3 separate regions of the Gossypium hirsutum genome follow, and regions 2 and 3 are each linked to region 1. A link is a contact called in public Hi-C data. All regions are on one chromosome and are shown on one strand. Each heading gives the region's core, a stretch centred on a gene start, on an enhancer-like site or on the middle of the called end of the contact. The rest is flanking DNA. Distances are from core to core; before and after follow the strand shown. Region 1 holds the start of LOC107896599. Region 2 holds the start of LOC107896591 (probable WRKY transcription factor 48). Region 3 has its middle 23 kb from the start of LOC121208701.

Region 1 (2,917 bases), core at 280-2,779:
TCAAATATAATAAGAATTAATTATATTCATTGATTAAAGTAGCACAAAAATAAATACAAAATTACAAAAATTGAATATTAACAATTTAAAGATTAAAACAAATTAATTTAACAATATATATAAAATAAATAACCTGTAAGAAATTATTAATAATATTTTTAAATTATAATATATTAATATTATTAATAATAGTTTTAAACTATAATGTATTAATATTAATATTTATACCATGATGAATTTTTGTATTGTTTTAATAGTAAATAATTTTAAGATCAAATAACACTAATATAACTTATTCTAAATTAGTTAAATATTTTTATTTACATTAATTTTTTAATTTAATAATATTTTTTGAAGAAATTAACATAAATTAATGTTAAAAAAGAATTAAAAAGTTAATATATATAATTGTGCATCACATAAGAATACAAATTAGTTCCAATAAATAATGCTGAAATAAATTTCAAGAAGTGAAATAATTGTATACCTAATATAAATATTACAAAAAATAAGTATAATGATAAATGAGGGCTAAGAATATTATTTTGATTCCAAAAGTGTTTTTTCAAAAAAAAAAAAGCACCTATTCCTTTTAAGTTTATACTATTGCATATGACTTTAAGGTGTATTTGGTTGGATGAAAAAAATAGAGGAATAGAAGGAGAAAATGGAAAAATAGAAAGAAAATAAATTTAGAGTGTACTTAGTTGGGAAGAAAAGTGAGAGAAAATAAAATAAGAGAGATATCATTTTCCATTCTAATGTATAAAAATTAATCTTTCTAAATTAAAATGATCAGAAAAGAGAAAATGGGAGAGAAGTGTATGTTTGTTCAAATTTTACATTTTTTGATTGTTTTATTTGCTTTCCTTTCATTTTTCAACTCTACTAAGCAATTAAGAGAAAAAAATTATTTTTTTTCATCTTTTTTACCAAGCATATCCACTGAAAGAAAATTTATATTTTCCATCCTTCTAGTTTTCCTCTCCAATTTTCTAAATTTCTTTCCTTTGTACCAAACAAAGCTTAAGGGTGTGATTGGTTAGGAAAAAAAGTGGAGCAATGTCAGAAGGGAGTGGAAAAATGGAAAGAAAATAAATTTTAAATATGCTGGGTGGGAAAGAAAATGAGAGAAACAATAATTTTTCATTCTAATACATAAAAATAAATTCTTCCAAATTGAAATGGTGATTGGAGAGAAAGTGGGAGAAGTGTCTCTTAGTTTAAATTATATATATTTCAAATATTTTATTTTATTTCATTAAATCTTTCAATTTTACCAGGTAATGGAGGAAAAAAATCTTTTCCATCTTTTCTACTCGACACATATATAAAAAGAAAAATAATATTTTCTTTTATCTTTTTATTTTTTCATCCTTCAATTTTTCATCATTTTAATTTTCTTTTCACTGGAAAAACACGTTTTTAAATAAAAATGTCAAATTATTTAACTATTTTTAAAATTAAGTACTAATTAAACATAAACAACAAAGGGAAAAATATACACCAAGTTTAACCGGTCGTAATTTGATGAAAGAAGATGGGGTGGGCTGCTTCAAGTTGAAAATTGATTGCCCAAAATCAAAAGGCTCATTATAAAATGTTTTCATTCTACATCTCGTAATTTAACCACAAAAGCAGGCATCATTTTGGAAACTTCGTAAATTATTAATTCCCAGTTCAGTCTAGGCGCAAGTCATCGCCGGTAGTGGCTAAAAAGCTCATACAAAATTAATTGAGTAACCATTTTCACGCATTTCTCCTCTGTTTTTATCACTGAAATGGAATCGAGATCGAGGTTATCGTCTATGTTATCATGTTCGATATTTCTCGTTACACTCAGTGGACTCGCAACTTTATCCGATTCTACTCAACAAGCGTTCAAAAGAGACCCTGATCACCCTCACTGGCACCATAGCGCATTCCTCGAAGTTCGCGACAGCGTCCGATCCGATGTTCGCCGCACGCTCCACGCGCGTGCTGAGGTAATCGATTCTCGCTCTGAAAATCTTGTTAAATCTGTGAAGAAATTATGACGACTTTTTCCTCGCCAATTTTCATCGAGTTTTCTTTTTCTTTTTTGAAAAAATTCATATTATTAATAATATCGGGTTTTCATCGAGGTTTTTTCATTTTAATTATTAATTTAGAGCGTCGAATTTACGAAAATTATAGGACTCGAATTGACTGAATTTGAGCTACACAGTTGATCTATCCTAAAATGTAATTCAAAATTCGAATTGCGTTCTGAAAATCTCTCGAACCTTGAAGAGTTAGTGGCTGCTAGCTTAGTTCTTCTCATCTCTGGTTATGATTAGAAAAGGTTCCCTTTCTAAAAATCTTGTTAAATCTCTAAAGAAACTTATATGGACATTTTTCTCGCCAATTTTCATTGATTTTTTGTTGTTTTAGTGATTACTTTAAAGGAACTTACCAATATTATAGGTTTCGACTTGAGTGAATGAGCTACGTAGTTGATCTCTCCCAAAATGTGATTCAAAATTTAAATTGCGTTCCTGAAATCCCTAGAAACATGAAGAGGTTGTGGCTGTTAGCTTAGTTTTACTCATCTATGGTTATGATTAGAACAAGTTCTGTTGTGCAGGTTCCATTTCAGGTTCCGCTCGAGGTGAATATGGTGCTAATTGGTCTCAATGGAGATGGTGGCTATCGGTACAATGTCGATGCACAGAAATTGGAGGAGTTTCTGAGAGTTAGCTTTCCCTCTCATAGGCCTTCCTGTCTCGAGACCAAGGAGCCCCTTGATATCGAACATCATGTTGTTTATAACACATTTCCTGTAAGTTTTTTCATTCCTTATTGCATCTTAATAATTACTACTGGTTTAAGCTTCAGCTAGATATCTAAACTGAGTTGTTACTGTTGTTCTTCACTTATTTGTTCTACTATAGGCAGG
Region 2 (2,917 bases), core at 211-2,710, 350 kb after region 1:
CCGTGATTCGGGGACCAAAATGCAGGGGCAAATGTGGTTTCACGAAATCATTTTTATTACAAAATTACAAAACCACTTTTTATGTAGCAGCAAAGAATGGTGGACAGAAATTTGCAACTTTTTTTCCACATTTTTCACTTCCATTTTCCTTTTCTTCTTTTTTTGGGATTTTCTCCGTAGAAGTTTGGTTGTACCTTTGAAAACACGATTACTATATTTTTATTTTGTCGGCAATGACAAAAATTGAAAATCCCTAGACGAAAATTCTCACATAAATAAATAAAAATTAATATTATCAGTGAGTAAATTTAGTTATGATTATTTTTTTAATATTAAAATTTGAATTATCGTTAATTAAAAATAAAATAATTAAGTGATAATATAAAATAGTTATTTTATCTTTAAGCTATAAGAGATAACTATGAATAAAAGAGTTTAAATTCTTGTAGAACAATCAAATGGACAAAAAATCACTTTCACTCATGTGATTAGATCAAATGAAGTATCTCAAAAAGCTTAGAAAATCTTTATAGATTTCTCTACTTGAATCAATTTTGACAAACACTATAGTTGCTTTAAGGAAAAATTACATTTCAATCAAGTTTAATTGCGGAGAAAAAGTTAAAAATTATTTTTGAAAAAAACCACTTTTCAATTCAAATCAATCGAAAAAAAGATGTACAAATCTATTTTAAAAGCAAACCATTACCATACTAGAAGCAATTTGCATCCATCTAAAAAGCAAGTATAAACAATTACTAAATTGAAGTAAAATAGAAGAAAAGACACAAATGATATATATTTTTTAGTATTGGATAAATTTCAAGAGATTATATAACTTTTTTAACTCTGAAATTTGTAAGACACAACGTTTGAATTTGCATGATGGTATTATAATTAGTGAATTTTGGTCGAATGTAGAAAAGCCAAAGTTAATGAATAATTTGGAAAAAGAATTTCGGATTGAATGAAAATTGAAGAGTTATAAATAAAAGAAATAATATAGACGGAAATCGGATTGAACCAGGTTATTTGATTTTTTAGGACAATGTCTGGTGAGGCGTGTGGGTTTTGTCGGGGAAGAAGTAGGCGAGTAATGAGTTAGAAACTCAGCTGACGCATACATTGGCTCAGCATTTCATAACGCGCTTATTTATTACTTCATTTTCCAATATCAGTTATAAGAGAAATAGAGGTTTTTTTTTTAAAAGAAAAGAAAAGAAAAGAAAATTTCAGATATGGTGAGGTGGTGGCACCCTTTTCTCACTTTTTTTTTTAAAAAATGATATAGATTTCACGTACTACTTTTTTTTTTTAATATGAAGTTAAAAAATAAAGACTAAAGTTGGGTGGCCTTGAAAAGCCAAAAAGATGGAAAAATGATAGAAAAAACACCTTAATAAATTGAAAGCAAAAATAGAGAAGAGACGAGATTAGGTAAGTTAGATTAGAGGTAGTAAGTAATTAAAAGAGAAAATATTTGTTTAAAAAATAAAATAAGAAAAGGAGTAAAAAAGACGGCCCCCGTCAACGCGTACCCAAAGGTAGACCTAAAATAGAGGGGGCGGTCCATAAACAATAAATGCGGTCCAACACCGGCCTCCGTTAATCGCCACGTACCGTACACTTAATCAACCGGCAAATGCCGGTCTCTACTCTTCTCCTATGCTTATACTATAATCCCAAGCTGTTCTCCAAATTCCCAACCCAAAGTCTTTTTCACATACACTTCACCCCATTTTCTCACTCTCTTTTTCTATCATTTTTTTTTTAAGAAAATGTCTCTTTTTGGTTTAATGCAAAGATAAGAACTTTGGGTTCCTTTTGTTTCTTAGAAAAACAAAAAATATGGAGGAGAATATGTGAAAAAGTGTGTGGAGAAGAAGAAAGAGAATTTCATTTCCATGGCGAATTTAATATTTTCCGATGAGAATCCGTCAGCGGCGGCAGCAGCAGCAGCAGCAGAAGCGACCAGTTCCGGTGGAAGCATCTTTGACATGGCAACTGGAGCAGGGGCATGTGATGGAGATACTAAGTGGGGGTCTTCTTTAGGTTTCATGGACTTGCTTGGCATCCATCAAGATTTCATTGCCCCTTCTTTATTCGATTCCTTTCAGCCACCACCGATTCTTCCACCACCACCTCCCTCAACATCATCTGAACCACTTCTTCACCAACAACTGGACGCGAAGCAGCTTCAAGCCCTTCCATCGCCGGCCTCCACCCTGCCGGAATCTTCTGAAGTTTTAAACAACCCTGCAACACCAAACTCTTCTTCCTTCTCTTCTTCATCTAATGAAGCTGCAAATGATCATGAACCAACCAAAGCTGAAGATGATGAAGAAGAAGAGCAGCATCAAGACAAGACAAAGAAACAGTAAGCTAACCTTTCTTTGACTATCATTTATGGCTTTGGATTCAATACTCACTCTCTCTATTTATTGTTTCTGTTTTTGAGTTAGATATTTGGGGTAGTGTGGGATAAACTTTTGGTTGCTTTGTATTGCTGATTTTTTAAGTAAAGGTTTTGTTTTTTAGCTTTGCTTTTGCTTTTATGGGTTTAGGTTGAAACCCAAAAAGAAGAACCAAAAAAGGCAAAGGGAACCGAGATTTGCGTTCATGACAAAGAGTGAAGTTGATCACTTAGATGATGGTTACCGATGGAGAAAGTATGGCCAAAAAGCTGTGAAAAACAGCCCTTTTCCCAGGTATCAATCAATATCTAATCTAATAACCCCTCTCCCTTTTCATATTGGTCCACTAATGTTCATTTTTAGTAAGCATTGCTATATTATATGGTTGAAAAACAGGAGCTATTATCGTTGCACCAGCGCTGGCTGTGGGGTGAAGAAGAGAGTCGAGAGATCCTCCGATGATCCCACCATCGTTGTCACCACTTACGAAGGCCAACACAAGC
Region 3 (2,917 bases), core at 278-2,777, 320 kb after region 1:
AATAAAACATCATGAGAAAAACAAAACAAATAAAAAAAAGAATTTAAAAACAAATAAATAAACATATGGTTAATAAAAAAGAAAAAAATACTAAATTTATTTTTGATTATCTCATGTAAATTTAGTATTTACTTCTTCTTTTTATTAACCATATGTTTAGTTATTTTCTTTTTTAATTTAAATTTTTGTTTTATTTATCTATTTCACAAAATGTTCTGCTTGATGATTTGAAAAAAGAATTCTAATGTCAAATTGGCTAGTTTAACAATTTATTAGACGTATTAACACTAAGCACAATAATAAAACACATTGATAATTCAAATATCACATTAAATATTTTTAAAATACAAGTACCAACTATGACATTATCCCATTTTTAACACTTATAGATTATTGAGTAATTTTAAACTCATCATATTTAAACTAACATTACACCCTAAAAGTTACAAAAAAAAAACAATTTAAGATTTGACAAAATGTATGTAGAATGAACCTTTGTTTTTATCATATTATTAGGATGGTTCATTTACACTTTACGTTAAATTAATTATTTGTTTGTGTCAAATTATTAGAGTAAAAATTTGAAGATTAAAATATACTCTTTAAGTCCCTGTACACTTTGTATATTTGGAGTTTAATACCTCTACTTTTACTCTTAAGAGTTTAACACTTTTAATTTTTAGATTTAAAAATATGCTTTTAAATTATATATAACTACATAATATTTTAATCGAAAAGTTAATAATATTAACTATTTACACTAATCAGTAACATTATAAAAATATAGTGACCAAATTATGTTAGAAACTAAAATCTAAAGATTAATTTTCAAATTGAAGTATAAGAAAGCACCATCATAAAGGAAGGTCATACCATTTTATTATTCCGAGCAAACATACCTTATTTTAGTCTAAATTTAATAAAAAATTAAATAATCAATTTTTTAATAATTTTATTATAGGTTCTGATTATATTTATTTTTTTATATAATATCTATAACTATTTATAACTCTTTTCTAACCCATAAATAAAAAAATAATATGCTTCAGTATAATCGAATTCATATTCTCCTATATTGATAATAATATTCATGCTAATCGAATTAAAATTCAATTAATAATTAATTAATTAACTAGAGACAGTTGTAATTAAATACTGTAAATGGGTCAAATAGAGATCTAATCATATGAATAACAAAATGGGAAGGACCTCTTGAATTATACATTATTCATTTCTGCCAAATGCTTAAAACCATTTCCCTCTCTAAACATGTGTCACCATGGCAACACTCTTATAATATATGGTTATAGAGATTACCATCGTTTCACATTGCAAATTCAAAGCAGAGGATTTTCCGATGAATTCAATATCGGAATATTAATTCAAAATTCTCCCCCCCCCTCCCCCCCCAAAAAAAAAAAATAATAATAATAAATAGAAAGACAAAGCGAGCAAGCCTTAAGTGAGTAAAAAAGGGGGGGAGGGGGTAAAAAAAAAAAAAGAGACGTGCACGCAAAGCGAGGGTGATTTGTCCACACTCCCTTTGATGTAATTAAAGAGGATTTTGTCTGGTTGCGTTTTTAGACACAGATTGACGCGTTTTAACGTCGCCATTCCTTTCTTTATTCTTAATTATTTATTGACTTTGACTTTTCCACCTCCTATTTTTATTTTTAAATTATATTAATTTATTAATTTAATGGTTAAATAAAATGTTAAATTTTATATGAATTTAAGCTTTAAAGACACATTTAATTTTTACTTTTAATTAAAAAAATGTGACATAAAATTGAATATATGAATATAATATAATAAAGGAAAAGAAAGGCAGAGAGTGGTAAGCTAGCTTCCCATTGCCGCAATCTCCGCTGGGCATTTCTCATTCCACTTCTTTCACACCATGCCATACATTATTACAGCATTATATACAAATATAGAAGTAATGATATTAACATAAAATATGAAATTGGATTATAATATTCTCACATCACTTCTAGAAATATGTTTATGTCAACGGCTTTCTATGTTTCCTTTTTGTAATTTAAGACACGACAGCTCTTTTTTACTTGTCAATGTCTTTTTATTTTTGGATTTTCCTAAGAAATATGTTTACCATACTTTATTTTATATATTTATGCTTTACAAAATTTTAATTAAAATTCTCAACCACTACCATTTTATAAAACATTCATTATGAATATGAGGTTAATTCTTTTAAAGGTAGAACTAAGTTAATTTCACGAGTCAATCAAGCATCAATATTAAAACGTTATTTTTGTCTTTTTATATTTTTAATAAAACCATTAAAAATCTTGCATGGGGTGAGATTTGGATCCTTGTCACCCATATTTAGAAAATTTTATGAGTTAATTGTACTCAACATCCCTAGACTATGATTTACATTTTAAATTAGTCTCTAAACTTTAAAATATTCTAATTACATCCTCAAAGTATCAAAATTGTGTCAATTAAGTCTTTCTATTAATAAAATTGTTAATTTAACCATTAAATGACACGTCTATCATATGTGGCATGATTTAAAATGAAAATTTTAAAGAAAACTTAAACATTGCCTCATAACTTTTAAAAGTAAAACCTAAAAATAAAGTAAAACTGAAAAAGAGAATGAACAATAAAACTTCTATAAAAGCTTTAAAAACCTCAAAATAAATATTTTTACAACTTTTCTTCTTACAATATTCAATTTTCTTTTTAGCTTTCATTTTAAATTGTGTCACATAAGATTTGTTGCGTAACTTAACGATTAAATTAATTATTTTAATAATGGAAGGACCTAATTGATATAATCTTGATAGTTTGGAGATGTAATAAGAGTGTTTTGAAGTTTGGGGGCCAATTCAAAATAAGGATCATAGTTTGAGGATGTTTGGTGCAATTAACTCAATTTTTATCTTTA

Evidence for each region. Hi-C and Micro-C count contacts between places; a contact is called where the count stands out from the background.
Region 2: a Hi-C map of leaf shows a contact between it and region 1, with 2.9 times the contacts expected there. The contact joins the promoter of LOC107896591 here to the promoter of LOC107896599 in region 1. A contact is called at or near these places in 4 of 34 Hi-C or Micro-C datasets (leaf and seedling).
Region 3: a contact with region 1 is called in a Hi-C map of leaf, with 2.0 times the contacts expected there. The contact joins the enhancer-like site here to the promoter of LOC107896599 in region 1. A contact is called at or near these places in 9 of 34 Hi-C or Micro-C datasets (hypocotyl, leaf, petal and 1 more).

Annotation. Positions count from the first base shown.
Region 1 is chrA10:101,453,607-101,456,523 of Gossypium_hirsutum_v2.1, forward strand. It overlaps LOC107896599, which reads left to right and starts at 1,530. Exons shown (of 16, transcript XM_041079142.1): 1 at 1,530-1,985; 2 at 2,606-2,800; 3 at 2,913-2,917. The coding sequence starts at 1,782.
Region 2 is chrA10:101,806,592-101,809,508 of Gossypium_hirsutum_v2.1, forward strand. It overlaps LOC107896591 (probable WRKY transcription factor 48), which reads left to right and starts at 1,461. Exons shown (of 3, transcript XM_016821788.2): 1 at 1,461-2,377; 2 at 2,565-2,708; 3 at 2,811-2,917. The coding sequence starts at 1,905.
Region 3 is chrA10:101,778,019-101,780,935 of Gossypium_hirsutum_v2.1, forward strand. No RefSeq gene overlaps it. Among protein-coding and RNA genes, the nearest start is that of LOC121208701, 23 kb to the left of the region's middle. Within about 2 kb of position 1,528, at least 3 of the 9 cell types and tissues checked have an H3K27ac peak or open chromatin away from gene starts, as enhancers often do. A contact at or near this core is called in leaf, where this site is marked.